Linked DNA regions of Mus musculus: region 2 is linked to region 1. Evidence: chromatin contacts called from public promoter capture Hi-C data. All regions are on one chromosome and are shown on one strand. Each heading gives the region's core, a stretch centred on a gene start, on an enhancer-like site or on the middle of the called end of the contact. The rest is flanking DNA. Distances are from core to core; before and after follow the strand shown. Region 1 overlaps Abr (active BCR-related gene). Region 2 holds the start of Tmigd1 (transmembrane and immunoglobulin domain containing 1).

Evidence for each region. Promoter capture Hi-C pulls out the DNA fragments that hold promoters and counts their contacts.
Region 2: a promoter capture Hi-C map of stem cell-derived epiblast-like cells shows a contact between it and region 1, with 5 times the contacts expected there. The contact joins the promoter of Tmigd1 here to the enhancer-like site in region 1. A contact is called at or near these places in 6 of 39 promoter capture datasets (3T3-L1-derived adipocytes, the C10 cell line, the HPC-7 cell line and 3 more), 5 of 484 Hi-C or Micro-C datasets (B cells, the Ba/F3 cell line, embryonic stem cells and 1 more) and 1 of 9 other capture datasets (adipose tissue).

Annotation. Positions count from the first base shown.
Region 1 is chr11:76,529,462-76,536,044 of GRCm38.p6, reverse strand. All of the region lies in intron 1 of Abr (active BCR-related gene), which reads left to right. Among named protein-coding and RNA genes, the nearest start is that of Abr, 39 kb to the left of the region's middle. Within about 2 kb of position 4,559, at least 90 of the 459 cell types and tissues checked have an H3K27ac peak or open chromatin away from gene starts, as enhancers often do. A contact at or near this core is called in embryonic stem cells and stem cell-derived epiblast-like cells, where this site is marked.
Region 2 is chr11:76,899,941-76,906,976 of GRCm38.p6, reverse strand. It overlaps Tmigd1 (transmembrane and immunoglobulin domain containing 1), which reads right to left and starts at 4,818. Exons shown (of 7, transcript NM_025655.3): 1 at 4,761-4,818; 2 at 2,331-2,434; 3 at 1-64. The coding sequence starts at 2,409.

The DNA.
Region 1 (6,583 bases), core at 3,310-5,809:
AGCCCACTTAACCACTACCACCCCTTCCAGCAGCTCCCCAATCCCTAGCATGGTGGTGAATCATTATGGAATGCTTGTATTAGTTGGGGTTGCCTTACAGACTTAGCCGGGGGCGGTGGTGGCACACGCCTTTAATCCCAGCACTTGGGAGGCAGAGGCAGGTGGATCTCTGAGTTCAAGGCCAGCCTTGTTTACAGAGTGAGTTCCAGGACAGCCAGGGCTACACAGAGAAACCCTGTTTCGAAAACCCAAACACACACACACACACACACACAATCAATCTCTCTCTCTCTCTCTCTCTCTCTCTCTCTCTCTCTCTGTGTGTGTGTGTGTGTGTGTGTGTGTGTGTGTGTGTGTGTGTATGTAAGAGTGACTCCTTAGAATGGTTTACAGGCTGTGGTCTACCTAATCCAACAATGGCTGTCTATCAACAGAAGGTCCAAGAATCCAGTGTTTGTCCAACCTGGATGTCTCAGCTGGTCTTCAGTACATGCTGGAATCCTGAAAACGTAGGTTGTAATGGCACTGAAGGAATGGACTTGTTAGCAAAAGAAAAAGCAGGAAGGCAAAGAGAGAGCTTTCTTCTTTCATGTCCTTCATATAAGCTTCCAGCAGACGGTGTGACCTGGATTAAAGGTGCATCTTCTCACCTCAGAGATCTGGATTAGAAGTGGATTTTTCTACTTCAGATGATTTTGTTAAGAAGAAAAACCACTCACAGGTGTGCACAGCCCTTTGGGTTTTAGTTACTTCCAGATGTAGTCAAGTTGACATGACCTTGACATAGCCATGCTCAAGGTCATGTGATAGTTTAGAACACGGAGCTTGGAGCAGACTGTCTTGGCCACACAACTTCATAGCTCTGTGGTTTTGGGCTAGTTACCAGTGTTCTCTGGGCCTTCTTGCCTCATTAATGACATTGCTTGCTGCTTAGTTTTTGCCAACTTGACACAATCTAGAGGCACCTGGAAGGAAGGGACCTTAATTAAAGAAGTTCCTCCATTTTAATGACTTGTAAGCATGCCTGGCATTTTCTTGATTGATGATAGGTGAGGGACAGCCCAGTCCAATGTGGGCAGTGCAGCCCCTGGGTTGGTGGTCCTGGGAGGTATAAGAGAGGAAGCTGAACTTGAGAGTCTGGAAGCAAGCCAGTGAGCAGCTTTTCTCTACGGCCCCTGTCCTCGATTCTCCTTCAGTTCTGCCCGTTTGGAGCAAGGGATAAATGCATTTGGTATCTGCCCATCACAAGAACAGGGATTGAGATTTCCTCTCACAGTGATGTCCCTGTCACCTAGCACAACCCTGCCACACAGTGCACACTGGACATCTGTTGGTGGAACGCAGGGCCCTTCCTCTTTTTGGAGAAATACTTCTTAGTTTGCCCATTTTTCACTTGGGTTAGGTGTCTTTCATTGTTGAGTTGTGAAATTTCTCCAGATGTTCCAGATTCAAGTTTCTTGCCTTGAGGTTGGTTTCATTCTGTGGATAATATTTTCGCTTTCTTGATGGTGTCCTTAGAAGTAGAAAAAAATTTTCAATTTTGATGACATACAGTTCTATATTTTCTTTTACTGCTTTTTTGTCTTAGTTACTTTTCGGCAACTTATAAAATACAGCATTCAGCTGGAAGCTTGCTTACAGGGTCAGAGCACTGAAGCCATGCAGGCAGGAAGGCAGGAGGGCAGCAGGCAGGTAGACAGACAGGCAGTAGGCAGGCAGACAGACAGGCAGCAGGCAAGCAGCAGGCACTGGAGCCATAGCTGAGAGCTCACATATCAAGACTCAACTGTGAGAAAGTGAGCAATCAAGAACTGGAAACTGATTAGGCTTTTAAAACTTCAGAGTCCATCCCCAGTAAGATATGTCTTCCAGCAAGGCCACACCTTCTAATCCTTCCTAAATAGTCCACCAATTAGGAACTAAACATTCAAATATATTAGCCTATGGGGACCATTCTCATCAAACTACCACACTTTTGATACTGTTTTTTTGTTTGTTTTTGTTTTTAGATTTATTTATTTTTAATTATATATAAGTACACTGTAGCTGTCTTCAGACACTCCAGAAGAGGGAATCAGATCTCATTACGGATGGTTGTGAACCACCATGTGGTTGCTGGGATTTGAACTTCGGACCTTCGGAAGAGCAGTCGGGTGCTCTTACCCACTGAGCCATCTCACCAGCCCTTGATACTGTTATCTAAGAATCCTTTGTCCAATCTAAGGTCGTGAAGAACCACTGCTATATTTTCATCTAAGTATTTCATAGCTGCAGCTTTTACCTTTAATTCATGCACTTACGGGTATGACTGTTTTTGTTTGTTTTTTTGCGTGTATGTCTGTGTACCACACACGTGCCTAGAGGCCAGAAGAGGGCATCAGCTCCCCAGAACTGGAGTTGCAGATGGTGTGAGTTACTCTGTGGGTGCTGGGAATCACACTGAAGTCCTCTGGAAGGGTAACCGGTGTCTTAACTGCTGAGCCATCTCCCAGCCTTCTTCAGTTCAGCCTTTTCCCTCCCCCCCCCCAGGTTTTCAAAACAGGGTTTCTTTGTGTAGACTTGGTTGCCCTGGAACTTGCTCTGGAGACCATACTAGCCTCAAACTCACAGAGATCCCCCTGCCTCTGCCTCCTGAGTTAATTCATCTTTAATTTTAAGTGCTTTTGTTTTGATTTGTAGAGACAGGTTCTTACTATGTGGTGTAGGCTAGCCTCAAATTCCTGCCTGAGCCCACTCAGTGGTAGGATCACAGATTTGAGCCACTATACCTAACTCAGTTAATAGTGTTGTTTTGTTTTCCCAGGGTCTTACTGTGTATCCATGGCTGGTCTGGAATTCACTGTGTAGATTGGGCTGGCCTTAAATTAACAGATAGCTGTTTGCCTCTACTTCTCCTGAGAGCTAGGGTTAATGGCATGTACTGTCATGCACAGTCAAGCAAGAGCTTTTGGTATGCCTTACCAATGAGCCACCTCTCCAGCTTCGAATTAAATTTTAAAAATTATTATCAGTGTGTGTGTGTGTGTGTGTGTTCGCATGCTTGGGCACACGTATGCTATGCTTTGTTTGGAGATCAGAGGACAACTTTAGGGTTCTCTCCTTCTGATTTTACAGGGGCCCCAGGTCTTGAACTTGTGTTACCAGGCTTGTATGGCAAGTTCTTTTATTGCCTAAGCCACCTGAGTTAACTTCCTAAATGAGTTCCATTTCACTGTTTTATGTTTGGTAATCCCGTTGTGCTGGTGCCATTTGTTGAAAAGTCTGTTCTTTCCCTATAGAGTAGCATTGGCATCCTTGTCAGGATTCAAATGATGGGAGGCAGTGCTTTCCCCAAATGTACGATGTCCTGGGCTTAATCCCTGTACCAGAAAACAATACAAAAAATCAGTTGGCTACCTGTAGTGCCCCTTTGGGAGACTAAGGCAGAGCAGGTTAGATTTGAGCCCATTTAGGCTACAGAAAGAGACTGAAAAGCAAAAGCAAAAAAAAAAAAAAAAAGTCCTTGATCATAGCTATATAGGATTATTTCCGGACTCTTCAGCTCTGCCCTGAAGATGTTTATTGGAAGCCGCTGCCAGCAGTTTTCCACTTCTCTGTAGTCTTGGAAGCTCCCGCAGGACACAGGACGAGTTACTGGGCATCCCATGGTGAACGCTTTTCCCAAGAGGCTCTCCCAGCTAATCATTTCCCGTATCTGTCAGGGTGGCCAGGGAGGTGGCAGTGAGGTGCCCCAGTGCAGGCCTCTGCCAGGGTGCAGGTCCCAGAGCAGGGCCTGTTGGTGTGAATCTCAGCTACTGATTGGGTGGGTGCCCTGAGTGCCCTGGGTAGGAGAGCTCCAAGGACCAGGTGGGAAAGAGAGCCAGCCAGCTGGAGGGAGGCGTTCCTGGCACTACAGGCATTTGCACTGACGGTGGCCTGCACGGGAGGGCGAATCCTGCATCCATGGGTAGGCACTCGGAGGCTGGGGGGACTCTAGCCTTGCCAGCTCTCCTGAAAACATGGGCTCTTTGCCTGTGGCCTTTGGGGGTGGTGAGGACTGGGTGAGTTGACCCTTTACGTTTCCTAGTTCTTCTTTCCTGAAGTTGGTGGCATTGGTGAGCCAATGGGTTGGGTTGGGTGGGTCTTGGCAGGTATATCCTAAATGTAGAGCGAGTAGAACTCCCAGGGAAGCTGGGAGACCCTCAGAGTGGGGCTGAAAGTTTGGAGGCATTATGGGAACATGTCAGCTTGCAAGAGAGGGCTGAGATTATGGGGACCATGCAGCTGATACAGAGTGTATGAAGCTATGTGTGTCCCTTTCTGATTTGTTTGTTTGTTTGTTTGTTTTTTGTTGGTTTGTTTTGCTGTCTTGGAGACAGAACACAGGACTGGGTACATGCTTAACAAATGCTCTACTCCAGAGCCACACCCCCAACCCTGCACCTGTTGACTTCTGAAGAGTTGGGCTGCCCGTGAGTTCAGAGGAGGGGTGGGCTGCAGGGTGCAGAGTCAGCGGATGAGAAAGGAGTCTTAGGAGAGTAGAGTGTACTTTGGCACAGTGTGACTTCCCTGATCTTCCACAGGTGGCATCCATTGCAGTGACACTGTTCGTTAGGGATGTGGGAAGAGAAGCCTTTGCTCACTTCATGGTCTTGGTCCTTTGGATTCAGCTCTTGAACGAATGGGGGAGCAGAGTGTCTGTCAGCTGCACCCCTCTCTCCTCCTTCCTCATTTGTTCTTACCCCCCCCCCAGCCCCCCGCCCACCCCTGAGTGAGAACAGAGCTGTGTGAGTGAGTCTGAGCCGCTCACTGGCTGAGAATTGCATCAGCCTGGCCTGGCAGGCTGGAGCTGGAGCCTGTTGCTATGGTGACTACCAGGCTACAAAACAGAGAGAAGGATGAAGTAGTGGAGGGTGTGTTTTTCTTCACCTTGTGGTGTTGCAGTGTGATAGGCACCCAGTTCTGGTGGGTCTACATTCCCATCACTCCGTGGAGGTGTCATCTGCTTCAGCAGGCAGGATGGGGCTGAGCCAGAAGCTGGTGGGCATCAGGTGTGTTTAACTAAAGGACACAAGTGGCCCCTGCATTGGCTCCTCTGCCTAGTTCTGGGGTTGGGGTGAAACTGGAATTTGACTAAGTGAGCTAGAATTCGGAGACAGAGAAAGGTCAGGGTATCCTCTCATCTCCCAGAGCTCCAAATCTGAGATGATAAACCTGCTTGGGCTGCCTTCTGCAGGTTTTCCTCCCTCCCCCCTAACAGAACACATCATCTGGCTGAATATAACAGACCTGGGCAGGCAGTCAGATCTGTCTCTCATCTTTGTCATCAGTGGGAAAGGAGACGAAATTCTGTTCTAACACACTGAGCACCCGTCAGGTGTCAGCATCACAGTAGAGCCGCCTCAGTTTTCTGACTTAGCCTATGCTCTGATCTGGCAAGAAAATGCTGCCCCTACATAGCAAAGCGGCAAAGAGCGTAAGGAAGAGCTTATTAACACCTTGCCCAGAGGGCGACATCACAGCTCTGCTTCTCTGTCTTGTGCTTTTCTGGATTCCAGAGACCTCTCCAAGTCACAAACCCTTAAAATGGCCAGGGAAGAAACAGTCATCCCTAAGTAGAACGTCTCAGCAGTGTCTCTGCGGGAAATATTCTCAGGTCTGTCTGGGGTGTGACACACGCAGCTGCTGTGATCTCCGGACAGGAGTGATGATCTTGTGGCCTGCCGCCATGGTGCAGCCCGGAGGCAGAGGAGACCCTGTCAGGGTGGAACATTAACATATGCTTGGCACATCCGCAGACCCTCAGGTCCCTTTGCAGATAAGGACCAGTTGTCCGATAAATTCTCAGAAGTGATTAGGGGTGAGTAAAATGTCTGGATCTGAGGGTCTGGGCCTGTTGAGAGCTCAGAAATCGGGTCTACCTAAGGGAGCTTTTCAGTCATAGCTGAAATTCACTCAGAATGTGCTGACTCATCTCTCCTCACCAAAACCCTTTGCATTTGGCTGCTATTATTATCCCATTTTGAAGGCAAAATAGAGGCACAGAAAGGTTACGGTGACTTGCCAAGGTCACACAGCTGATAGGAGGTGGAGGCTGGGATTCAAGCCAGGCAGTCTAGTTCCAGAGCTTGAGTTCTTCTTACCAAATGTTCTGCTGACTCTTCCCTTCCAGAAGGATGACTGTGAGTCAGCTCATGTGACCTCCCCCAACCCAGGAGAGGCAGAGGGAAGGAGTGAGCACACGTTAACCTACCAGTTCTGGAGGGACAGCTGGGGACAGTGCTGTGAGCTGTGCGTGTTGGTGGCTGTACTTTGTGCTTTTGCAGGAGTGTGGGGTTAGGGAAGCTACTGTCTGTGCACTTCCCACCCCTCCTCTTTTCCCTCCTTGAGTGGTTGTTTCCTGGTGGGGGTGGGCTTGCATGGACCACATGCCTATGCAGCTTGCCTAAGTCTGTGGAAGGGCCCTGGGCTCTCAGGAAGGAGTCCAGATCTGGGGCTGAGGATGAGTGGCAGCCACAGAGGGAGCGGGCTGTCAGATCGGGGAGCACAGCTACCATGTGTGAGGTCTGTCCTGTTGTGCCTCTGTTATAGTTGGCAGTGTATG
Region 2 (7,036 bases), core at 3,569-6,068, 370 kb before region 1:
TGGACACCATGTTGAGTGTCCAGAATATAGTTCTCAGTTCTACCATTCACAGTTAAAACAGAGCCTGAGGATATAGGGAAAAAACTGCTAAGACAGGCAGATATCTAACCAAGATGTCCATCCACAGGGGATTGCTTAAATGAATTAGGATACATCAAGGCAATCGAATACACTCTCAACAATTAAAAATAATTTTATCAATCTATATAGATTTACAAGGAGATTAAATATACAACCTATTCTGTTTGTTTGTTTGGTGAATTGTTCTCAAACTTCTGCCTCAGCTTGCCGAGTGCTGGGAAGTCAGGTGTGAGAGCAGGATATAATGTATTATTAGCTAAACTGAGAAAAATACTAAAAGTTGTGGCCTCCAAATTTTGCTCACCCAGAGATCTTTTATATCTTGATGCTAGACTCATACACAGGCCATCTGTTTGGTTGACAGAACTGCAGCCTAGGCACTGGAGCATTTGAACCCTAGGTGGTGCAAATGTACAGTGAAGTTTGACAACCAAGTTAGAAACCGTGTGTAAAATAATCTCAGAATAGTCTGATGGAAAACTATATGGGTTGTTCAAGAAGAAAAGTCTTGGGAAGATATCAAATATTTATATAGACTAGAACTGGTTGATATGGGGTTAAAGTGGAGAGATACCAAACTTGGCGTGCTTGCTTTGAGGGAGATGGGTAGAGCAGGAAAGCAAGGACTTGAAAAAGTCTAACAAAGTGGAAAAATATTAATACATAAGTCCAAAGGTAGAATATAAATGCCATCTCTAATAATTATCACAAGCATTGAAATTGAATATGTATAGGGACAAAAACTGACTTAAGCTGGGCGGTGGTGGTGCACACCTTTAATCCCAGCACTTGGGAGGCAGAGGCAGGAGGATTTCTGAGTTCAAGGTCAGCCTGGTCTACAAAGTGAGTTCCAGGACAGCCAGGGCTATACAGAGAAACCCTGTCTCGAAAAAAAAACCAAAAACCAAAACAACAACAACAACAAAAAAAACCTGACTTAAAAATACTTTTCTTGCTAGATAATAGGAATATGGACGAATTTGTTCTTGCATTCCTCATGTTTTAAAAATGGACAATACAGTAAAATTTAAATATGTTTAAATGGCTATGACCCATGAGGTAGACAAGGTTTTGTGGGGTGCACAATCAGGATGGTGTTTGTTTTCTTGAGGCAGGGTCTCACTATGTAGCCCTGGTTGTCCTGGAGTTAGACCAAGCTGGCCTTGAAGTCCCAGAAATGCCCCTGCCTTTACCTCCTGAGTGCTGGGATGAGAGGCATTCACCACCACAGTTTGCATGTTTTTGTTTCTGGGCTTTGCTCTGATTTTTAGTGATTTTTTTTTTCATTGCATAGTAAGAAATGCCTGAATTCCAGCTTTTATGTTCCTGGTTCAGAAGCAGGTAACAAAAGTTAGAGGTCCAGTTGCAGCTAGGTCAGCTTCCAAAAGATGCATCAATATAGTTTTTAATATGACAGTAAGTGTGACAGTGCCTGCAAACATACACACACACACATTCTAGGGCCAGAGGAGGGCATCAGGTGTCCTCCCCTGTTCTTTGTGTATTATAGCCTTGAGCAGAGTCTCACACTGAACCAGAAGCTTTCTATCTAAGCTCTGCTGGCCAGTAAGCTCAGGCTCCACCAGTCTCCACACCCCAGTGCTGGGGCCACAAGTACACGTAGCCATGCCCAGCCTTTACAATGCACGATGAAAATGCTAATTCTCATTCTTGCAGAGCAAGCATCCTTACAACCCAGTCAGTTCCCCTGCTTCCTTTCCTGCGGTTTCAGATCGAACCCGGAGCCTTTAAGCTGATGAAGCATTGGCTCTACTAACAAGCCACACCTTCAGTCTTCTGCCTAATTTGTTTTTTGGTTTTCTTTCTTTCTTTTTTTTTTAATCATGAAGAAGCGTTTTAAAACCTGAGAGAGGAGAGAAGCTACTTTGATGCAGGGATACAGATAAAAATGTGGATAATATTTTCCTGTAAGTGACATGTTCAAATACACAGAAGATTATCTCACTTGAAATTGGTACTAAAATACATTTAAAAGTGTGAAAAGTCTGATACAGTCTCAGAAGAACGGCACACTCCATCCTGTCTTATATAAATCAGAGCCATAAACAGGTTCCCCCCCCCCACTGTTTAAAATGTTTTCTGACTCTTGTAACCTGAATCATTTGTTGTACTGGGTAGCTATTCCAAACTCTAACTTAAAGTTGTTTCCAACATCTATAGATCATTATTTTAATTTACTTATTTAATTTTTTTAATCTAAAAAGAGGTCACAGACAATATTAACTTACTTGTTCTCCCCTGTGGCAAAGATAAAACCACTAAGAGAAGCTGGCATGCTTGCAGTGGCCCGGTGATCTTCCACACCATCTTTAATGAATGCAGGTTGGACCTTCTGGAGGCAAAGAATGCAGTTGTTTCTGTACTTTGCTCTACAATGAGCTTATGAACTTTCTTCCTATTAGGCATCTAAAATAAAGTCCCAAGTGAGTCACCCCAGTTATAACGGTACACTCCTAGTTTTTAATTAAACAAGTCTCAATAAATTCTTTTAGTTTTAACTTTTTTATGGCAATGAAAAAAAAACTATAATGATATAGACATAGATATCAGAGGGGGAAAAAAACTTCCCTAGTGGGGAGAAATGTGTCACTTTGACAGAAAGACAAATGAATTTTCCATTCTCAGGTGGCCCTAACTGAGCAAAGTCATTCTTTGTTGAGAGTCTCTCTCGGGTCATATTTGGAAAGCTGTTCTCCAATCAGAGAATTCTTTTAAAATGCTTATCTTATGTGTTTGGGTATCTCACTAGCATGTATGTCTGTGTACCACTTGTGAACCTGGTACCCAAGGAAACAAGAACAAAATATTGGATCCCCTGGAACTGGAATTGCATATGGTTGTTCGCTGCAGTGTAGGTGCTGAGATTTAAACCCAGATCCTCTGCAATAGCAGCAAGTGCTTCTGAGCACTACAACATCTCTCTAGGCCATCATGGACAGTCCTTGAAATTACTGCAGTTTCAATCGTGCCCACTCGCTGCAGACATGGAGACTATCAAGAACAAATAAACAAGGTCTCCTTGTTTCCTTCTGCACACTCCTGCCTCATCCTCCTAAGATATTCCAGGTATGTCTGGAGAAAGCATGCATACATTATTTCCCTTACAGATAGCTCTACTGTGCCTCAAGTGTGAAGAGTCCTGGTTTGATGCTCAGAACTGCAGACAGATAAAGAGGAGTGCTGCTACTACTACCACTACTACTACCACTACTACTACTACTACTACTACTACTACTACTACTACTACTACTACATATATAACAGAAACATGTATTGAATAACTTCTAGACACAATAATAAACTTCATAGATATTTATTCAATCACAACTAAGCCTGACAATCATATTTCTGTTTTCTTTCAGACAGAGTCTTTCTCCAGAGCCCTATCGAGCTACACAGGAATTTACGACACTCCTGGCTCCTAAGCACCAGGATTAGTAATGTGCACTACCATGCTCCATAACAATTAACCTCTTGACCCAAGAATGCAATTTTCCCAGAACATTTGCACAAAACCAGCAAATGTTAGGGTCAGGATTCCAACCCGAGACTGCCAAGGCCACACTCACAACTGTCCTTCTGACTAAAGTAATATTCATTCCCTTCAAAAGATGCTCTGAGCCTCTTCTAGTCCCTGGTCCTTCCGTTTGCACTAATAACTTGGTATTTTGTCCTTTATCATGAATATTAGCTGTATCATGAATATAAGCAGGAAATATACATCTGACTAATTCGAGGCACCTCTACTCCTCCCTTGCTCTAGGCTTGTCTTGACAGGACCAAGGGTGCTTCCTACCAGGGAGGCCTCTACCAATATTTTAATAAGATGCGATTACTAGTAGCCAGAGCATTTTGTAATTGAAATTTTCTTGTCCAAAATATTGCTATGACTCTATTATAAGAGCGAGGACCTCAGGACCAGTGAGATGGCTCAGAGGTAAAAGTGCTTGTTAGTGTAAGCCTGATAACCTGAGTTTGACCCCCAGATGCCATGTAAGAGAGAACAAACTCTTAAAGTTGTCCTCTGACCTCCACGTGTGTGCTGTGGCATGTGTAACCCCAATATCCCCCCCACCCCCCACGCACACACTGTGAAAAAGTGATGGTTTCAGAACCCGATCATGCATGGAATTTTCTTAGTAGATGGGAGAGAGAGCACTGCTGCAGCATGTAGGAGGTTCTGGGTTCAATCCCCAGCAACACAAGGATACATGGAGGTTTAGAAAGGAGAGCCCTCCAAGAATGATAAAACCGTAACTTTTCTCAAGTATAGTCTAATATAGGGCCTGAATAAAAACTCAAGAGTGCCTGGGCTGTGGTGGTGCACACCTTCAATCCCAGCACTCCGGAGGCAGGAGCAGGTGGATCTTTGTGAATTCCAGGCCAGCCTGGTCTACAGAGTGAGTTCCAGGCCAGTCAGGAACTTCAGAACTACACAGAGAAACCCTGTTTCAAAAAAACCAAACTAAAGAAAACAAAACAACAACAACAACAACAACAAAATCAACCAAACAAACCATTAAAACAAACAAACAAAACAAAACAAAAAACTGGAGAGTTTGAGGCTGTACACTACCCTGAGAAGGGGAAGAACCAATGGTCTCTTGCTTTCTAAGACGCCAAAGTTTCCAAATAAAGTCCCTTGTCTAGCCACTTACCTGCTGAGCTCCCAGCAGCTGACTTCCTCACCTAGCTCTTCCTCTGCCCAGGAGCCCTGAATTATGTCCCCGACATGATCCTTTATAATACTTGAATTTGAACACTTTATGACAGTAGGGTCAAGTAACTGAGATAAATTGGGTTCAAAGTCTGTTTCCCTTTCTGGATTCTTAGAGAAGACAGTAATTGTGAAGCACATCTTCACAAGGTCTAAGCCTTTCTGTACCCAGGTTACTAGGAGGGGCCGGATATTACTAACACGGGTGTATTGTTCCAGGGAAGCCTGAACTTGTGCAAAAATCCAGAGCACATCTCACCCAACACTGCCTGACAGCTGTGACAGGACAAGTCCGGGGAGAGGCTTGACTTTCACAATCAGTGACAACTGAAGATTTTGCATAACTTAATTATTGAAAGATTTTTACCACCAGTCACCCGAGCCCAGTGCTGAAGCTATGCCAAGCAACAAGAGGAAGTTTTAGCTCCTTGAGGCTCTGACTTCATTGGGAAACCAGAACAGGACACTTCAACTAAAATTATTTTATTGGTAAAAATACTTAAGTTACTCAACGGGTAAAGCCCACACAAAACCCTAATGAGGCAGCTGAAATCCCAGCACTCCTACAGTGAGATGGGAGGCTGAGATGGGGATGGAGAAATTAGAATCCCCAGAAGGCCACTTGCCATACTAGATATATGTCAATCAGAGTAGAAGATGAAGACCAACACAAAATGTTGTCTTCTGACTTCCACATGGGCATGGGTGTGCCCATGTGTGTGCACACACACTCTTGCATGCACGCACCACCTAACATACTTTATGTTAGTGTTACTAATGAACATTTTATGTGTCAAGAACTATTGTTTCCATTCATCAAAAAATATGACATTTATGATCGTCTAGACTTTACCTCCATATTTTTTTGTTGCTGGAGATCAAACCCAGAGTTTTATATATGCTAAGCAAGCACTGTACCACTGAGGTACATCCCGAGCTTTCTCCATTTTTGTTTGGTGGGTTTATTTTTTTAAAGGAAGGTCTCCTATAGCTTAAACTGGCTTTGAACTCGCTGTGTAGCCAAGGCTAGTTATTACTCCTGATCCTCCTGCCTTCACTCCCAAGTGTTAGGATTACAGGTGTGTGCCATCATACTTGGCACTGTCCATAGCTTTGAGCACATTGGGTAACCACACCAGAGATCTATTTCTTTCTGTTTATGTGACTTTGAAAGTTATCTAACCCCTAGGAGCCTTTGGTTCTTCAGGAACACAATAGCAATAATAACAGTGCCCTCCCCACAGAGTCACTGTGAGGATTGAGTGAAATGGAGCATGCTAAGCTGCTGTACAGTAGGCGCTTCATAAGCCATAATTATTACTGTTATGAAGATAGGCTGGTCTAGCACTATTCATGCAAGGATCATCATTAAGAGAGGCTGCTGTTAGTCAACAGGTGCAATACACCCACCCCAAGCAGGCTTGGGGTTTACTTCTCAGTGGTACAAGAGCCGTATGTCTTCTATCATTTAAAAATGAGTTTATCAGGATTGGAGAAGTGGCTCATCGGCTAAGAGTGCTTGCTATTCTTGCAGAGTATCAGAGATTGGTTTCCAGCATCCATGACAGGCAGATCACACTGCCCAGGACCACCAGCTCCAAGGGATCGGATGCCCTCTTCTGGCCTCCACAGGTACCTGCACACACCCACAGAGAGACACAAATAACTTTCAAGAATGAATTTTGAAAAGGACTGATTCAGCCTTTGGATCTGGGTCCCTTCAAAGTAGATCTTAAGATAAATCTTTGAGTGCAAGTAGTTCATCTCACAGCCATCTCAGGAAGAGGGGATCAAGGAGGGAAATTACCAAAGGGTGTGCTAGTGAGCAAGTTACTTCTAATGTGACTCCTGGGATGAGTTCTTTGCAATACTCAGTCAGTTCGGGCAAGGCAAGAAGCTTGAGCAATTAGGCAACAGTCCAGTGTCTTTCCACCTTTGGCTGAGTGCCAATAACACCACAGCACTTCCAGTAGAGACACACAGGAAGCTGCTTGCTTTCTGGAAACAGTGGGTAAATCCTATGTAGGCCATGAGGATATGGGTAGGGCACTGATAGCAATTTCTATACCTAGGTATTAGATGATATTAGGAAACAATGTGGAAGAGTGTCCCAATTCTCAAGAGATGCCTTCAAACTAAATGTAAGGGTTAAGTGTCACGATGATTACAACCAACTTTCAAATGAGTCAGCAAAAAAAAAAAAAAAAAAAAAAAAAA